Regions from separate parts of the Mus musculus genome. Here regions 2, 3, 4 and 5 are each linked to region 1. The links are chromatin contacts, called in public ChIA-PET maps. All regions are on one chromosome and are shown on one strand. The core of a region is the stretch at or near the end of the contact, and the rest is flanking DNA. Distances in the headings are between cores, read along the strand shown.

Region 1 (2,803 bases), core at 121-2,620:
GGGGGGTGGGGGTGGGGTGGGGGGGGAGTTCTCTGTGTAACATCTTTGGCTGTCCTAGACTCTTCTGCCTCCTTAGTGCTGGGTTCAAAGGTGTAGACCACTGTGTGCCCCCCGCCCTTTTTGAGGCTAAGAAATCTTGCTTCTGCCTCCAGGGTGCTGGGATTAGGGGTGTGCAGCACCCCCACCTCGGACCTTAAAAAAAAAAAATTCCCTCTCCAACACGGTTTCTCTGTGTAACTCTGGCTAGCCTAGAACTCGGAGATCCACCTGCCTCTGACTCCTGAGTTGGTGCTGGGACTAAAGGATTAAAGGCATGTGCTACATCGCCTGGCAAAAGATTTACGTTGTGTACATGTGTGTGCCTGCATGTAACTGCCCAGGTCAGGGAACTGGAGCTACAGTTTGGAGCTGCCCTGTGAGTGCTGGCAACTGAACCTAGGTCCTCTGCAGTACTAGCATATGGCCTTAACACGACATCCCTTCTCTCTTTCCTGCTTTCCTTCTCTGCCTCCCCCTCATTTCTTTTTGACAGGGTCTCACTGTTTAGACCAGACTGGCTTGAAACTCAAAGTGATCCTCCTGCCTCAGTCTCCCAAGTTAAGGCATTGCAGGGAAGTGCCGACACATCCTGCTGAGGTAGCTTTCTATTTAGGTAGCTAGGTAGTGTGTATGTGTGTGTGTGTGTGTGTCTCAGTGCGTGGGTGCGTGGAGGTCAGAGGTTCAAGAGTTGGGTATCCGAAATAATCAAACTCAGAGCTGAAATCAACCAAGTAGAAACAAAAAGAACTATACAAAGAATCAACAAAACCAGGAACTGGTTCTTTGAGAAAATCAACAAGATAGATAAACCCCTGGCCAGACTAACTATAAGGGACAGAGACAGTATCCAAATTAATAAAATCAGAAATGAAGACATAATAACGAAGTATATCTTAAAATAATTATTCTGCTTGTTGAGTATTAACAGTTGAAAATATTAAAATCATGTTCTACAAAAAAAAAAAGAGAGTTGGGTCTCTTACACGTTGTGGGTCCTGGAGATTGAACACGGGTTGTCATGCTGGGTGGCAAGGGCTTTTCCTTATGAGCCACCTCGACAGCCCCTCAAGTAACTTTTTAAAGTGACCGTGAACACTTGAGCACCACCAGATTGTCGAGGGCGTGGAGGAGGGGAGACCACAGCGGCCTTTCTCTGTACAGGAAGGGGGCGGGGCTTAGGCCGAGCCGTCTCCCGCGCAGCCCGTCCTGACGCCGATCTATGATTAGCACTGTAGCTAACCAATAGAAATGAAGAGATCTTTTTAAATTGCCCAATGGCGGCATGTGGAGGGTGGGCCCTATTGGCTCTATAAAATGGGAGTCCGGCGAGCCCCGCGGCGGTAGAAGCTCGTGGAGCCCTGGTGGTTTAGCTTTTGGAGTCGTCTGCGCCTGTTGGTCCCAGTCCCCCTTGGCGTTTTCAGGGCCAGCCTACCTCGCCCCTTGGCGCCATGACCACTACCACTACCTTTAAGGGTGTGGACCCTAACAGCAGGAACAGCTCCCGGTAAGGCGACAGGGTAGGGCTCGAGCCCTCCAGGGCTTGTGGGGACCGCGGGGCGTTGGTGGTAACGGGCCGGGAGCACCGCGCTCGCGCCCGGGGGAGGGTGGCAGAGTAAGGAGTGGGCGCCGCTTTGTGCGGCAGGACTGCCTCGGCTTGTGGCCCCGCCCCAGTCGTCCCTTCTATTCATTTCTCCCCGGTAACGACAGCTGAGGGGGACTGTGGGTGGCGGCCCTTTGCCGTACGGCAGGTTGGAGTCGGTGAGAGTGTGCGGGAGGATCTTCTTTCAGCCACCCGCGGCGACACTGGTCGGGTCCAGGATGGTGGGCTTGGTCTCCCAGGAGCCCAAGGAGCCTGCAGGGCCCTGGGCCCATTGTCCCACATGAGGGCCATGCGCTCCCGCTTCTGGCTCGGGCGTGTGCTGGCCCCGGCCTTGGGCGCTGCGAGCAAATCTGAGCACTGATCCGGCTGGTCTGCAGGCTCTTTTCCTCGTGGTGGCCCGCCGGGGTGTCCGTGTCTGCGCAGCAGGTGCACCTCTGGTAGGGCGGGGCTGGTCATCCCCTCCCTCCACTTCCAGCCCTGGACAGGAGCTCTCTTATCAAAGTGCCTCCCTGCGCCTAACAAAGGAGAGATCGGGTCTCCTCCCCCTCCCCACGCCCACCTCCGAATGCGCGGGGCCGTGAGCCTGCTCAAATGGGTTTTCTGCGCTCAGGTCCTCGGACCTCTGCCCTTCCATGTCGCCTTCTTTACTTCTCCCATTGACTTTGGCCGAATGAGTTCACCCCAGAGCAGGCTTCTCTTGGAGGAGGAGGTTGTCTGTGCTTGGGCGGGGCTAGGGAGCCATCCATTGTCTCTCCAGTAGTATGTAGTATCCCTTCCTGGAAGCTGGGATCTTGCTTGTCCCCAGTACACTGCATTTTGGGAGGAGCTCTGTGACTGGACTGGGACCCGTTTCCTACCCCTCACTTAACTTGGTGAAGATATTTTGTTCAGCGGAGGGAGTCCATCTACATCGTCTCAGCTAGTGGCACACAGTCCCTTAAGTTGGCTTTCAGGCATCTCTTTGATCTTCCCAAAGGCTTGGTTCCATGTTCTCTGGCCATGTATTTTCCATTGATGATGACCCACAGTTGAGTGTGACCAAGCCTTGGGGTCCCGACCAAGTGGCACAAAAGGGAGCCATTTTGTGGGGCTAAGAAGGCAGCGTGGAACAGCAGTGTCTCTCACAGGGGCTTGACAACTTGCTGACAAAAAGCAGCCTCCTTG
Region 2 (2,803 bases), core at 150-2,649, 790 kb before region 1:
GTCAAAAGCTGCCAAAGCCAAAAGACAACACAGAAATATGGACCGGGCGTTGTCCTGCTGCTGATTGGCTCAGACTAGGTGTTGTCCTGCTGCTGATTGGCTCAGACTAGGCGTTGTCCGTTGCTGATTGGCTCAGATTGGATGAGTAAGGCGTGTGGCCTTTGAGGACTAGAGTTGACTGTTGGAGTCGGGGCAGGAGGAGAGAGAGACAGAAGCAGAACTGAGCAGGACAGGGAGGTTGAGCAGAGAGAACGCCAGGGACTCGTAGCAGGGAAGTCGCGTTGAGTCTGGAGGGTTAGCTGAGGGACTGCCCCAGCAAACAGGCAAACAGCCTTATACTATACAGATGTCTCTGTGTCTCTGTTATTAAACCCACGTGGGATCCCACAAGTTCTGAAGTATCCATTGTAAGCCACTCTGTGTGGAATCCAGTCTCCAGACTTGAACCGTTAAGATATGATCTGCAAAAACAAATTTGTCTCCTCAGTCAGCGCTTTTATCCTAAATTAGGGTTTAGCTAACTGGAAAGATGGCTCAGCAGTTAAGAGCTCTTTCTTACTCTTCCAGGAAGCCTGAGTTAGGGTTAGGGTTCCCAGAACCCACATGACAGACAGCTCACTACTGTAATGTCAGCTCCAGAGGGATCAGATAACCTTCTGGTCTTCCAGGGCACCTGGCATGCAAGTGACGGCACAGACATACATACCCATGGGCGAAACATCTATCTATACACCATGTTAAAATCCACAAATAAATCATGAGCTGGTGAAATAGCTCAGCAGGTTAAGGCATTTGCCACAAAACCTGGCACCCGAATTCAATCCCTCTGGGTCCTACACATGGGAGGGAGAGAACTGTAAACCCTATATACCACTCCGTGCCAGCCTCCACCTCCTGCCTTCCGCCACCGCCCTGCTTTTTCTTGGGTGAGCTGGGTTTGGCAGAGCACACCTTTCTTTAATCCAGCCCACGGTAGGCAGAAGTCAGCCTGGTCTACATAACCTATTCCAGAGCAGCCAAAACGATCTAAAAAAAATTCAGGTATAATGTTGGTTTGCTTGATTTTTGGTTTGGAGACCAAGTCTGACTCTGTAGCCTAGGCTAGCCTGGAATTTACTATGTGATCCAAACTGGCTTCGAACTCGTGAATGGCCTCCTGCTTCAGTCTCCCAGCAAGGGGCTGTCTTTCAAAGGAGCGAGCAAACCAGCCTCTGGCTACGAGGAAAGACCCACGTATGCCTCAGGTGAGCGGCTCTTCCAGCCACATTCAAGATGGCGTCGACCCGCAGCCCGCTCGCGAGCTCCGGCAGGAACACACTTCCGCCTGCCACTCCCAACATGGCGCCCCCGAAAGCGTCCGGGGGCGGGGCCGAGGGAGGAAGTGGGCGTGACAGGGACGGAAGCCGAGCAGGGTTTGGAGCTAAAACAGCGGGGAGTGGGGACAGCGCTGTCCGCTGCTATGATTCCCCCGCAGGAGGCTTCCGCCCGGCGGCGGGAGATCGAGGACAAACTGAAGCAGGTGACGCTGGGGAGAAAGTGAAGGAAAGGCGCTCAGGGGCATCGAACCGGGGTGGAAGGGGAGATAGGGTTAGGCGTAGGCCGTGGTGCTGGGTGCTGGGTGCTGGTGGTCGCCTTTCACCATCGGCTTGTGGTGATGTCCTCCTCTCTGCCCCTCGCAGGAGGAGGAGACGCTGTCGTTTATCCGAGACAGCCTGGAGAAGAGCGACCAGCTCACTAGGAACATGGTGAGTAGCCTTTCAGCTGGGAGGCTGCCGCCAGGCTCCTGAGCCCCAGAGGAGGGGCGTGTGATGGACGTGTCCTGCGCCTGTCCAGGGACTCCAGCGTGGGTAGTAAACAGTGGGCATATCTTGCAGCGATGGGTATCTCTGCACCCCAGTTTCCACCCCATCACCGAGGAAACCGCTGCCCTATACCTGTTACTGTCTGTCCTTCTGCAAACATTTCGTGATATCCTGTACATGGCCTGGTACTGGCCCCGTGTCATTGTCAAATTCAAGCGAGGCGAGGCAGCGAAGTCACAGGGGCTTTGGAAGCAAAACCATCTCAGAGAGTTAATGCGTCTTAGATCTACCCAATGTCCTACAGCTTACTATGTGGTTCCTGGTGGTAGGCCTTGAGTTATGGTTAATTTACCTGGTAAAGCAGACAATGTCAGCCTCCCAGTGTGTCCGTGGAGGAAGTCTATGCATGCTTCCCAGTGTCTGGTATACAGTAAGATGCTTTAAAAGTGCTTGCATTTGTATTTACACAGTAATAAAATACTTGTTGAATGAGATTTGCCCTTAGGGAAAGAGGTTGGCTGTTTGTTTGAGGTAACAGTAATATATTTGCAACTATTTTGGAGGAAGCTACTTTCTGTTCAGTCTAGGAAAACTTCAGAGAGAACAGAAATTGAGATTTGACTTTCAAGGGTAGAAAGGAATCTATCCTGAGGTGATTGAAAAAAAAAATTTATTATGTATAGTGTTCTGGTTGTATGTATGGCCATATGCCAGAAGAGGGCACTAGATCTCATTATAGATGGTTGTGGTTGAGCCGCTATGTGGTGCTGGGAATTGAACTCAGGACTTCCGAAGAGCAGCCAGTGTTCTTAACTGCTGAGCTGGCTCTCCAGCCTGATTATCTCTTTTTGCAAATAAGCAAATTTATTTTATGTGCATGAGTGTTTGCATGTGTGTATGTGTCCCACAAATGAGCAGTGCCTGCAGAGGTCAGAAGAGGCTGTCATATCCTGTGGAATTGGAGTTACAGGCAGTCAGTTGTAAGCTGGCAGATGTGCGTG
Region 3 (2,803 bases), core at 142-2,641, 760 kb before region 1:
CATCAGCAGAAACTCTAAGACACCATTTATTTGTATTTTTAGCTGCACCCTGGGATTGCAGGCCTCCGTTCCTCTCCCCTCCCCCTTTCCTCATGGCAACTGACTTGGCCTCAGTTCTTGGGGTCTGTGAACTCAGTCAGAGAGCAGCTTCCCAATAAACCACCTTTAGTATAATCTTTGAAAAAAAAAGAGGTGGGGGCTGGAGAGATGGCTCAGTGGTTAAGAGCACTGACTGCTCTTCCAAAGGTCCTGAGTTCAAGTCCCAGCAACCACAGGGTAGCTCACAACCATTTGTTATGAGATCTGTGTGTGAAGACAGCTACAGTGTACTTAGATATAATAATAAATAAATAAAAATCTTTTTTAAAAAGTTTATATAGCAAGTTCTTTTTCCTGCTGGGCCATCTCCATGGCTTATTGTTTAGGTGTGTGTGTGTGCAGGCCCATGCTTCACAGCTCAGTATGTGAGTGTAATTCGGAGGACCACTTTTTGAGGTTAGTTTTTGCCTCCCACCTTCTGAAAGCAGTTTGTCTAATTTTTTGTTTTCAAAAGCCTTAACCTTTATTTTTATTTTGTTTTATGTATATGAACATTCTGTCTACACGTATGTCTGTGTACATGTGTTTTGTAGACTACGAAGCCAGAAGAGGGTTGGATCCCTGGGACTGGAATTCTAGATGGTTTTGAGCCACCATTCTCGTGCTAAAAATTAAACCCAGATCATCTTGATAGAGCAACCAGTGTTCTTAACCACTGAGCCATCTGCCCAGGCCCAGTCTTCCTTGATATTTTTGCTGGAGAACTAGTACTCCACACTAGCTGATCTCTGAACTCCGATGGGGGGAAGGGTTGGAGTCATACATTTTTTTGCAACCTCCTTTAGTAACACAAAAGGGTAGACTGAGTTACGCGGCCAGCTTCTTTTCACCTGCCGTGATTGGCACAAGACTGAGACTCCTGGTGTACTCGCCCGCAAAGATTAATAAAAGTCATACTTGGATGGTCACATGATCTAGAGGAGGCCACGGGTCTCAAGCTCCTATTGGGGACACTGCCTTCTGACCGAGGCCTCTTCGTGTGTGTGTGTGTGTGTGTGTCTGTGTGTGTGTGTGTTTTAAATAAGGTCTAACTGTGCAACCCAGACTGACCTCAACTCGAGGCAATCCTCCAGCCTCAGCCTCCTCGGTATTGGGATTAAAGGCGTACACTACCATTCTCTGGGTGCAAGGATGCATGAGGTGGGCATCTTTCTCGGGTCCTCCTATCCTTGGTAGATTTGAAGCGAGGCTAATCCTTAGAAATGCGGAGACCCAGCAACAGCCACGAATTCAACCCAGGAGGCGCAGGCGCACACCAACACACCACAGAGGCCCAAGACATCCGCGGTCTGCGGCGGAGTCCGTCAGTGTACCATCGGCCCAGCCTGGAAAGTGCCGCTCTCTCTCGCCGCTGGTCGTCTCGCCTGCTCCGTTCCATCGTGCTTTGCGGCTCAGGGGCAAGATGGCTGCTGAGAAGCAGATCCCGGGTGGTGGTAGTGGTGGTGGTGGAAGCGGCAGCGGCGGCGGCGGCGGAGGGAGCGGTGGCGGACGCAGTGCCGGAGGAGACGAGAATAAAGAAAACGAACGCCCTTCAGCCGGATCGAAGGCAAACAAAGAGTTCGGGGACAGCCTGAGTTTGGAGAGTATCCTCGAGCGGTGGCCTAACTCGCAATGACTACGTGTCGCTCGGAGGGCTGGGGGCGGGCGAGGCGGCGGGGGCCAGCACCGGGCTGCGGAGCCGAGGTGCGCCGCTGCCTCCTGCCCTTCACTTTCGGCATTCCCGTGTGCATGGTTTGCCTCTCGTCCTGGCTTTCCGGAGCTTGTTTTTGCAAGGGGTATAGAGATGGTAGGCAGGGTTCCCTCTGTGCCCCTCAGATGTCCAGTTGGAGGGCTGAGCCGGGGTTGACACCCTGCCCACCCCACAGAGCTCCTGGTCGGTACCTTGAGCCACCGGACTGTGGAGGGGAAACTGCAGCCTTGACATTTCAGCGTGGAGCTGTTGTCGGACAGCTGTCGAACCCTGGGTCATAAAACAGCGAGATGCTTTGAAAATGGAGGGAGAGTGCTCTCCAGGAAAGCTGCTGCTTACCTGTTTTGAATAGTAGTTACTTTAGTTTGTTAATATCATGTGTATAGTTTTTTGTTTTTTCAAAAGTAGGTCTGTAAGGCATTTTATCTTGTTGGACTCTTCTCGAAGAACTGTAGGAGTTACTTTTTTTTTTTTTTTTTTGAGTGTCCAAGTCCGCATGGGTATGGGTGTAGGTGTAAGCGCTGGTGCTGTGTCTGCAGGTCACAGGTCAACGTCTTCCTAATTCTCTACCTTTGAGACTGGGTCTCCCTCCAAAAGTGCAGCTCACTACTTGGAATAGACTGTATGGCCAGTGGGCTCCAGGGATCTTTCTGTCTCTTGCCATCCCAGCTGTGGGATTACGTGTGCAAACAACAGTATGGCCTTTTTACGTGGGTTCTGGGGAGATCCCAACATGACCTCATGCTTGCTAACAGCAAGTCCTTTACCAGCTGAGCAGTCTTCCCAACCCTCAGGAAACATTTTCTGGTTTGTATTAGCTTATATATCATTTGTGTGGTTCTAATAGCATGTGGCTTTTTTTTTTTAACGTGTTATTTTAAATACTTTTAAATGTTGCTTTATCTTATTTTATGTGTGTGTTTGCCTGCATGTTTGTGTATCACATGTGTGCCTGGTGCCCACAAAGGCCTGAAGAACATATGGATCTCCAGGAATTAGACTTACAGATGTTTA
Region 4 (2,803 bases), core at 121-2,620, 620 kb before region 1:
CCATGACTCCAGCCGGTCTGGCTTTTTTCCAGTGCCGCTGGGATGACTCTGTCACCCACACCTTCCACCAGCTTCTAGGTAAGGGCTTAGTGGTCAGGCAGGCCTGGGGATAAAGACCTTTCCTGCCATGCCAGGAGATGGCCTTTGAAAGCCAGGGTGAGCCGGGCGGTGGTGGCGCATGCCTTTAATCCCAGCACTCGGGAGGCAGAGGCAGGCGGATTTCTGAGTTCCAGGACAGCCAGGGATACACAGAGAAACCCTGTCTCGAAAAACCCAAAAAAGTCCCTGGCAGAACTCCAGCCTCACAGGCAAGGAAGGAGGCCCAGGTCAGCAGAAGTCCACCACTCTCCCCTTACTTTTCTTGCAGACATGCGGGAACCTGTGTTTGAATTTGTACGGCCACCCCCTTACCACCCCAAACAGAAGCGCTTCCCCCACGAGCAGCCCCTACGCTATCTGGACCGATACAGGGACAGTCATGAGCCCACCTATGGAATCTACTGAGAGACTCAGTACATTCATCTCCGAGGGGGAACTGTCGCAGCAGCTGGAAGGTCACACCTCCGGAGAGAGCCATCTGAAGCCAACTGAGACAGTCCCATGCTGGCCTCTCCCAGGACACCCAGGGGCTTGTGGATGTGCCTCGATTCTATGTGAATAAAATACTTTTTTCCTGATGCCAATATGTCTTCACTTTCGGGCACCCAGACCCTTTTAGTGAAGCTTTAGTGCTCTGTGGGTGAGCAGAAGGTGCCCAGCAGCCCGGTAGCTGGGGGTACACATGAAAAGTGAACCTTTGCCCAGCCTGTGATCTTTGTGAAAGACAGCCCCGGGATCAGAACCTCCTCGAGGAGAAAGTCCTGCCCCTGTCAGACCTAGCAACAGATTGCTTGTTACCTTAGCATATTTCAGCCCCCACCAAGGCCTGGAGCCCCCACTGTGAGGCTAGAGGCCTAGAAACAAATCAGTTCTGCCTACTCCATTAGGAGTGATCTCTGATTCATACTGCCTTTGGGGACCCTGGAACTCCCATCTGCTCTGCTCAGCTGTAGAGGAGATGACAGTAGCCTGTCTTAGGGTTTTACTGCTGTGAACAGACACCATGCCCTGGGCCTTTAATCCCAGCACTCAGGAGGCAGAGACAGACGGATTTCTGAGTTCGAGGCCAGCCTGGTCTACAAAGTGAGTTCCAGGACAGCCAGGGCTACACAGAGAAACCCTGTCTCGAAACCCTCCCACCCACTCCTCCCCCCCAAAAAAGAGTCTAGGGAAGGAACACAAATAGTCAGGGTGGACCGGAGGGAGCCGCGCCCCAGCTCCCAGTGCGTCAGAAGGCGGGCAAGCAAGGGTGACTTGGATCCCTGCCAAGGAACGTTCTAGTGCACCAGGCTGCGCACTGCCGCGACTTCCTGGACTGTCTTCCCCAACGTAGTGCTCGCACTGGTAGCCTCGGCCCCTTTAAGAGATCTGAGCACTGGGCCTCGCTTCCGCCATGGCCGCTCAGTTGCTGGAGGAGGACGTGGTGACTTGCTCCATCTGCTTAGGTCGCTACCGGGACCCGGTGACGCTGCCCTGCGGGCACAGCTTCTGCGGGAACTGCATCCAGGATTCATGGCGTTCCTGCGAAAAGTCGTGTCCGGAATGTCGCCAGCCCTTCCCCGAGGGCGCCAAGCTGTCCCGCAACGTGAAGATGAGCACCTTGCTGCAGGCGCTGCCCGTTCTGCCGGCGCCGCCCGCCGTGACTCCGCGCCGGGACTCCGCCACAAGCCACAGCGCTCGCTGCCTGCGCCACGGGAGGCCGCTCGAGTTCTTCTGTCGCACGGAGGGCCTCTGCGTGTGCAGCGCGTGCACGGTGCACGACTGCAGCCACCACGAGCGGGCGCTGCTGGACGTGGAGCGCCGCGTGCGCGAGGTGCGGGAAGGGCCTCTCCGAGGGCCGAAACTGCTTGTGGCCAGGGCCAGGGGCTGCAGCAGGATCTGCGGGTTCCCATATGAACCCAGAGGGCACGTGCACCTGACTGCTGCACGCAGCTCTCCCCAGGTCCTCTGAATAAAGTAGAGCCAGAGTGTTAGGTCAGGGCTGGCAGCCCCATTCGCTAAGGTGGCCAGCATTCAGTAAGTGTGATTTCTGCCCTTCAGAGACTGAAGGATCTACTCAAGGGTCAGATAGAGTCTCAGCAAAACGTGAATGTAGAGTCAGCAGGGCCAGTCTGCATGGTGGTCGTGACTCTTCCTCTAGGGATGTGCAGTGCCTTTCCAAGCTGAGACAGGGTGATGATGTCATCAGATTTCTGCTTTCTGGAGTCTGAGCCCCAGCTGGGGTGTGGAGGGGGTAAGAGATGAGGGGTAAGAGGAAGGAGGTCTCAGCTGCAAAACAAAAGAAATGAGAAGTGAGTGGGAGCCCGGTGCCCAGTGGAGAGAGTAAGACGCAGGACAAGGGTTTCTTCGGGAGACCGGGCTGCTGTGTGCTGAGGTTGGGTAGAGAGTAGCTGGTTTGGGATATGCAGTGTGTGGGGTACACAGACAGGGGTGGGGGCACAGACATCTACTGAGAGCTGGGAAGAGATGCGGACAGTGAAGTGAAAGAAGTCGCTATGGTATCCCTAGAAGGAGTGGAAATTTGTTGGGCAGGGGATTACATCCTGACAAAGCTGTAGAGATGGCGGCCAGGGCACAAGCAGTTACAGGAGGGAGAGTTCTCCAGGTGCCCCAGGCTGCTGAGAGGTTTTAGTTAAAGGCAAAAGTGACCACGGAATTGGTACCATGGTGGCCTATGTCCTTGCCCATGGCCATCACAGCCAAG
Region 5 (2,803 bases), core at 88-2,587, 560 kb before region 1:
GCAGGAGCACGGGGTGACCCTCGTTCCTCATGATACTAGCCCCCACCCATACAGAGGGACTCTCTGGCCACTCCTCACTGCTGCCCAGCCCCTTCAGCCTGGTGACCATTGTTCTTCATCTCTTGGGCTCCTAAGACCAGCCATGTGTCTCCCCAACAGGCCCTGCCAAACCCTGTTCACATTCCTTACCCCTGGTGTGCTCCTGGCTCTGGAAGGCCGCTGTCCCAGCAGACTGTCAGTCCAGTCACACTTACCCGGCCACCTTGTTCTTTGTGAGAGCTTCCAGGGATTTTGCTGGGCGCTTCCAGTGGCTGGCATCAGAGGTGAAGCCACTGTGTTACAGAGGAAGCCCCTCTGCCCCTATGCTACTGTTTCTGGGAATTATTCGCCTCCTCTCCTCTCCCCTTTACAGGGGGCTGCTCTGCAGGAGGGATAGAGAATGCATGTCTGTCCCGCCAGGCCCTTTGATCTGGGACTGAGGCCTTCCAACTATGTGACCTCTAACCTGCAGTCTGCCCCTCTGTAAGCTTCACGCCCCCTGGATGCACTAAGAATTGCTCTTGTTCGTTCCTGGTCCAGACACAAAATGAGGAGATGGTTATTTAAAGAGAATTCCTATTTATTTGACACAAAATGTCCAGTTAATATATTAATGTGAAATAAACCCTGTTTGCACCTTGATTTGTTTGCTACAACTGTGAAATAGTAAAAACGAAGTGACTGGAGGTTCTCTGACTCTTGTGTGGTGACCAGGGTGAGGTCTTCCGGAGGAGGGGCTGCGGGCTGCTGGGGGCGGGGCTAGAAGGCCGGTTTCCGTCTCAGTGCGAGTGGTTGGTTCTCAACCTTCCCACAGAGCCCCCACGCCCCTGCACCTGCCTGGGATGGTGTCTGTGCCACCCACTGCCAGCGGGGGCCAGGACGAGGCCTGTGTCCCATCTGCTCCTCCCGCTCCCCTCCTGAGCACAGGCGTGCCAGGACTTCTACGAGGGAGGGTCGCTGGGCTGGCTACCACAGTGTGTGCCTTCATGCCACCTTACCCAGGAAAGAAGACGGTGGAATATGGCAGTCCTTAAGCCGGACCTGCACCCCACTCACAGTGAGCCAGAGAGCTGTGGGAGATCCCAGATCAAAATGCTCCCACGCACAGAGACTGCTCCGAGGCCTCATCTCCTCTCCTCCCCATCTCTGGCTAACACAAAGTAGTTCTGTCCCTTGCCTGGAATGTCACCTGTGGGGTGGAGCAGGCTGAGCAATTGGCTGAGGAACGCCTCTTGCCTCTAGCCTCTCTGGAGCCACCGCCCTGAGCCTGCCCCACCCTGCCCCAGATCTGGGGCCCATTCAGAAAACCTTAGGGTGAGAACACCACAGGTCTCCGGTGGGCGGGTGGGTTCCCCGGTCCAGGCATAGTTGAAGCAGGCAGCGGCCTTAGCCTGGCCTTACCCGTTGCCAGGAGCTCTGGACTCTCCCCAGAGCCTCCGTGGGACGGTGGGTGGGGCTTGCCTGCCCACTGTGCCCACTTTCTCCTGGCTGAGGAAGATCTGGCGGGGATGAAGGCTGAAGGGTGTTGCTGGGAGCTTGGAGAAGGCCCCACCAAGGCAGTGACACCCTGACCCTTCCTTTCCTCCACCCTCCCCAGCAGAGTGTAGCCCGGGGGCCCTTTGCATCACCCTGCGGCTTCCTTGTTTCCACCCGGCCGCAGCCAGGGGGTGGCAGAGTGAAGGGCAGAGCCAACCACCATGGCGACACACCTTTCCCACCCCCAGCGGCGTCCACTCTTGCGCCAGGCCATCAAGATAAGGCGCCGCAGGGTCAGAGACCTGCAGGATCCACCACCCCAAGCCACCCAGGAGGTAGGAGTGACTGCAGGAAGGGGCAAGAGCCAGCCCGGGGGTGCTCAGTAGTAGTGGGGCTTGGATGTGGGAGGCAGGCCCCCACCCGCTTGCCCTCTACGGCCCTGGGGGTACTTGTGGGTGGGCAGAGGGGTCCACCAAGTATCCTCAGAGCCACGGTGGGTTTCTCCAGTCCCTTCTTTTTGGTGGGCTTGTACTCCAGGCCCACCCTGTTCCTATAGCTTTGAAGGTTCCAGCCCCACGAAACAGTTATCTCCAATGACAGTGGGCTACCTGGGGGTCCCCTCTGAGCTAGCAAAGACATGCCTGCCATCTCCCCCAACTCACCCACTTCTGCTGCTAGGCCTCACTTCCGCTGCTGGGGTGAGGAGCCGGTGGCCGTCTGATAAGCACTGCTGTTTCCTCTGGGGAAGGAGAGGGGGGCAGGTGCTAAACAGCCCACAGCTGGGCCTGAACACTCATGGACCTCAGGCATGGCGGGCCAGGGCATGGGCAAGATGGGCCAGGGGTCAGCCCTTCAGAGAGCCTTATGTTGGAACAGGTGAGGGACATGGTCGGCCCAGAGGCCGAGGTGCTGGGGTTCCACTGTCTTAGGCATGGCCCTTCCTGGCTGGCTGGAGAGGCCTCCAGGGACGCCGTGTCTTTCTACCTTGCTCCTAGGTCCAGGTTCAGTCCCACCATTTCTCCCCAGAGGAGGTAAGAGGAGATGTTGGGAGAGTGTGGGGGATGATGGAGGAGGCCCCTCAGCCCCCAGAGTCTGAGGATGCAGCAGCCTGGTAGAGAACACGCTGTGTCTCAACCTTCACTGGACATCTGCCACTTTGTCCCTTTTCCTGGGCCAGAGGTGTGGGTCTCAGGGAGGGCTTCTGGGTGATGATGGGACCCTGCTATGTCTCAGCGGGACCTGCTGTATGAGGAAGCCCTCTATACTGTCCTGCACCGCCTGGGTCAGC

The links. ChIA-PET counts read pairs in DNA pulled down with a chosen protein or histone mark.
Region 2: an RNA polymerase II ChIA-PET map of memory CD8 T cells shows a contact between it and region 1, with 11 read pairs. The contact joins the promoter of Exoc7 here to the promoter of Jpt1 in region 1. A contact is called at or near these places in 1 of 39 promoter capture datasets (liver) and 1 of 115 datasets of contacts at active chromatin or transcription factors (memory CD8 T cells).
Region 3: a contact with region 1 is called in an RNA polymerase II ChIA-PET map of memory CD8 T cells, with 9 read pairs. The contact joins the promoter of Srp68 here to the promoter of Jpt1 in region 1. A contact is called at or near these places in 2 of 115 datasets of contacts at active chromatin or transcription factors (bone marrow-derived macrophages and memory CD8 T cells).
Region 4: a contact with region 1 is called in an RNA polymerase II ChIA-PET map of memory CD8 T cells, with 16 read pairs. The contact joins the promoter of Trim65 here to the promoter of Jpt1 in region 1. A contact is called at or near these places in 2 of 39 promoter capture datasets (liver and pre-B cells), 2 of 115 datasets of contacts at active chromatin or transcription factors (memory CD8 T cells and pancreatic cancer cells) and 2 of 9 other capture datasets (embryonic stem cells and liver).
Region 5: an RNA polymerase II ChIA-PET map of memory CD8 T cells shows a contact between it and region 1, with 22 read pairs. The contact joins the promoter of Unc13d here to the promoter of Jpt1 in region 1. A contact is called at or near these places in 1 of 39 promoter capture datasets (pre-B cells), 3 of 115 datasets of contacts at active chromatin or transcription factors (bone marrow-derived macrophages, memory CD8 T cells and pancreatic cancer cells) and 2 of 9 other capture datasets (liver and pancreatic islet).

The regions. Positions count from the first base shown.
Region 1 is chr11:115,512,960-115,515,762 of GRCm38.p6, reverse strand. Jpt1 (Jupiter microtubule associated homolog 1) reads left to right here and starts at 1,370. Exons shown (of 5, transcript NM_008258.2): 1 at 1,370-1,543. The coding sequence starts at 1,488.
Region 2 is chr11:116,305,330-116,308,132 of GRCm38.p6, reverse strand. Exoc7 (exocyst complex component 7) reads left to right here and starts at 1,399. Exons shown (of 20, transcript NM_016857.4): 1 at 1,399-1,519; 2 at 1,680-1,745. The coding sequence starts at 1,460. Gm26730 (a long non-coding RNA gene) reads right to left here and starts at 1,269. Exons shown (of 3, transcript XR_389166.1): 1 at 952-1,269; 2 at 1-461.
Region 3 is chr11:116,272,805-116,275,607 of GRCm38.p6, reverse strand. Srp68 (signal recognition particle 68) reads left to right here and starts at 1,391. Exons shown (of 16, transcript NM_146032.3): 1 at 1,391-1,682. The coding sequence starts at 1,502.
Region 4 is chr11:116,129,695-116,132,497 of GRCm38.p6, reverse strand. It overlaps Trim65 (tripartite motif-containing 65), which reads left to right and starts at 1,370. Exons shown (of 6, transcript NM_178802.4): 1 at 1,370-1,912. The coding sequence starts at 1,493. It overlaps Mrpl38 (mitochondrial ribosomal protein L38), which reads left to right. Exons shown (of 9, transcript NM_024177.3): 8 at 1-78; 9 at 368-681. The coding sequence ends at 504.
Region 5 is chr11:116,076,495-116,079,297 of GRCm38.p6, reverse strand. Unc13d (unc-13 homolog D) reads left to right here and starts at 1,337. Exons shown (of 33, transcript NM_001009573.2): 1 at 1,337-1,353; 2 at 1,637-1,850; 3 at 2,511-2,546; 4 at 2,749-2,803. The coding sequence starts at 1,737. Wbp2 (WW domain binding protein 2) reads left to right here. Exons shown (of 8, transcript NM_016852.3): 8 at 1-727.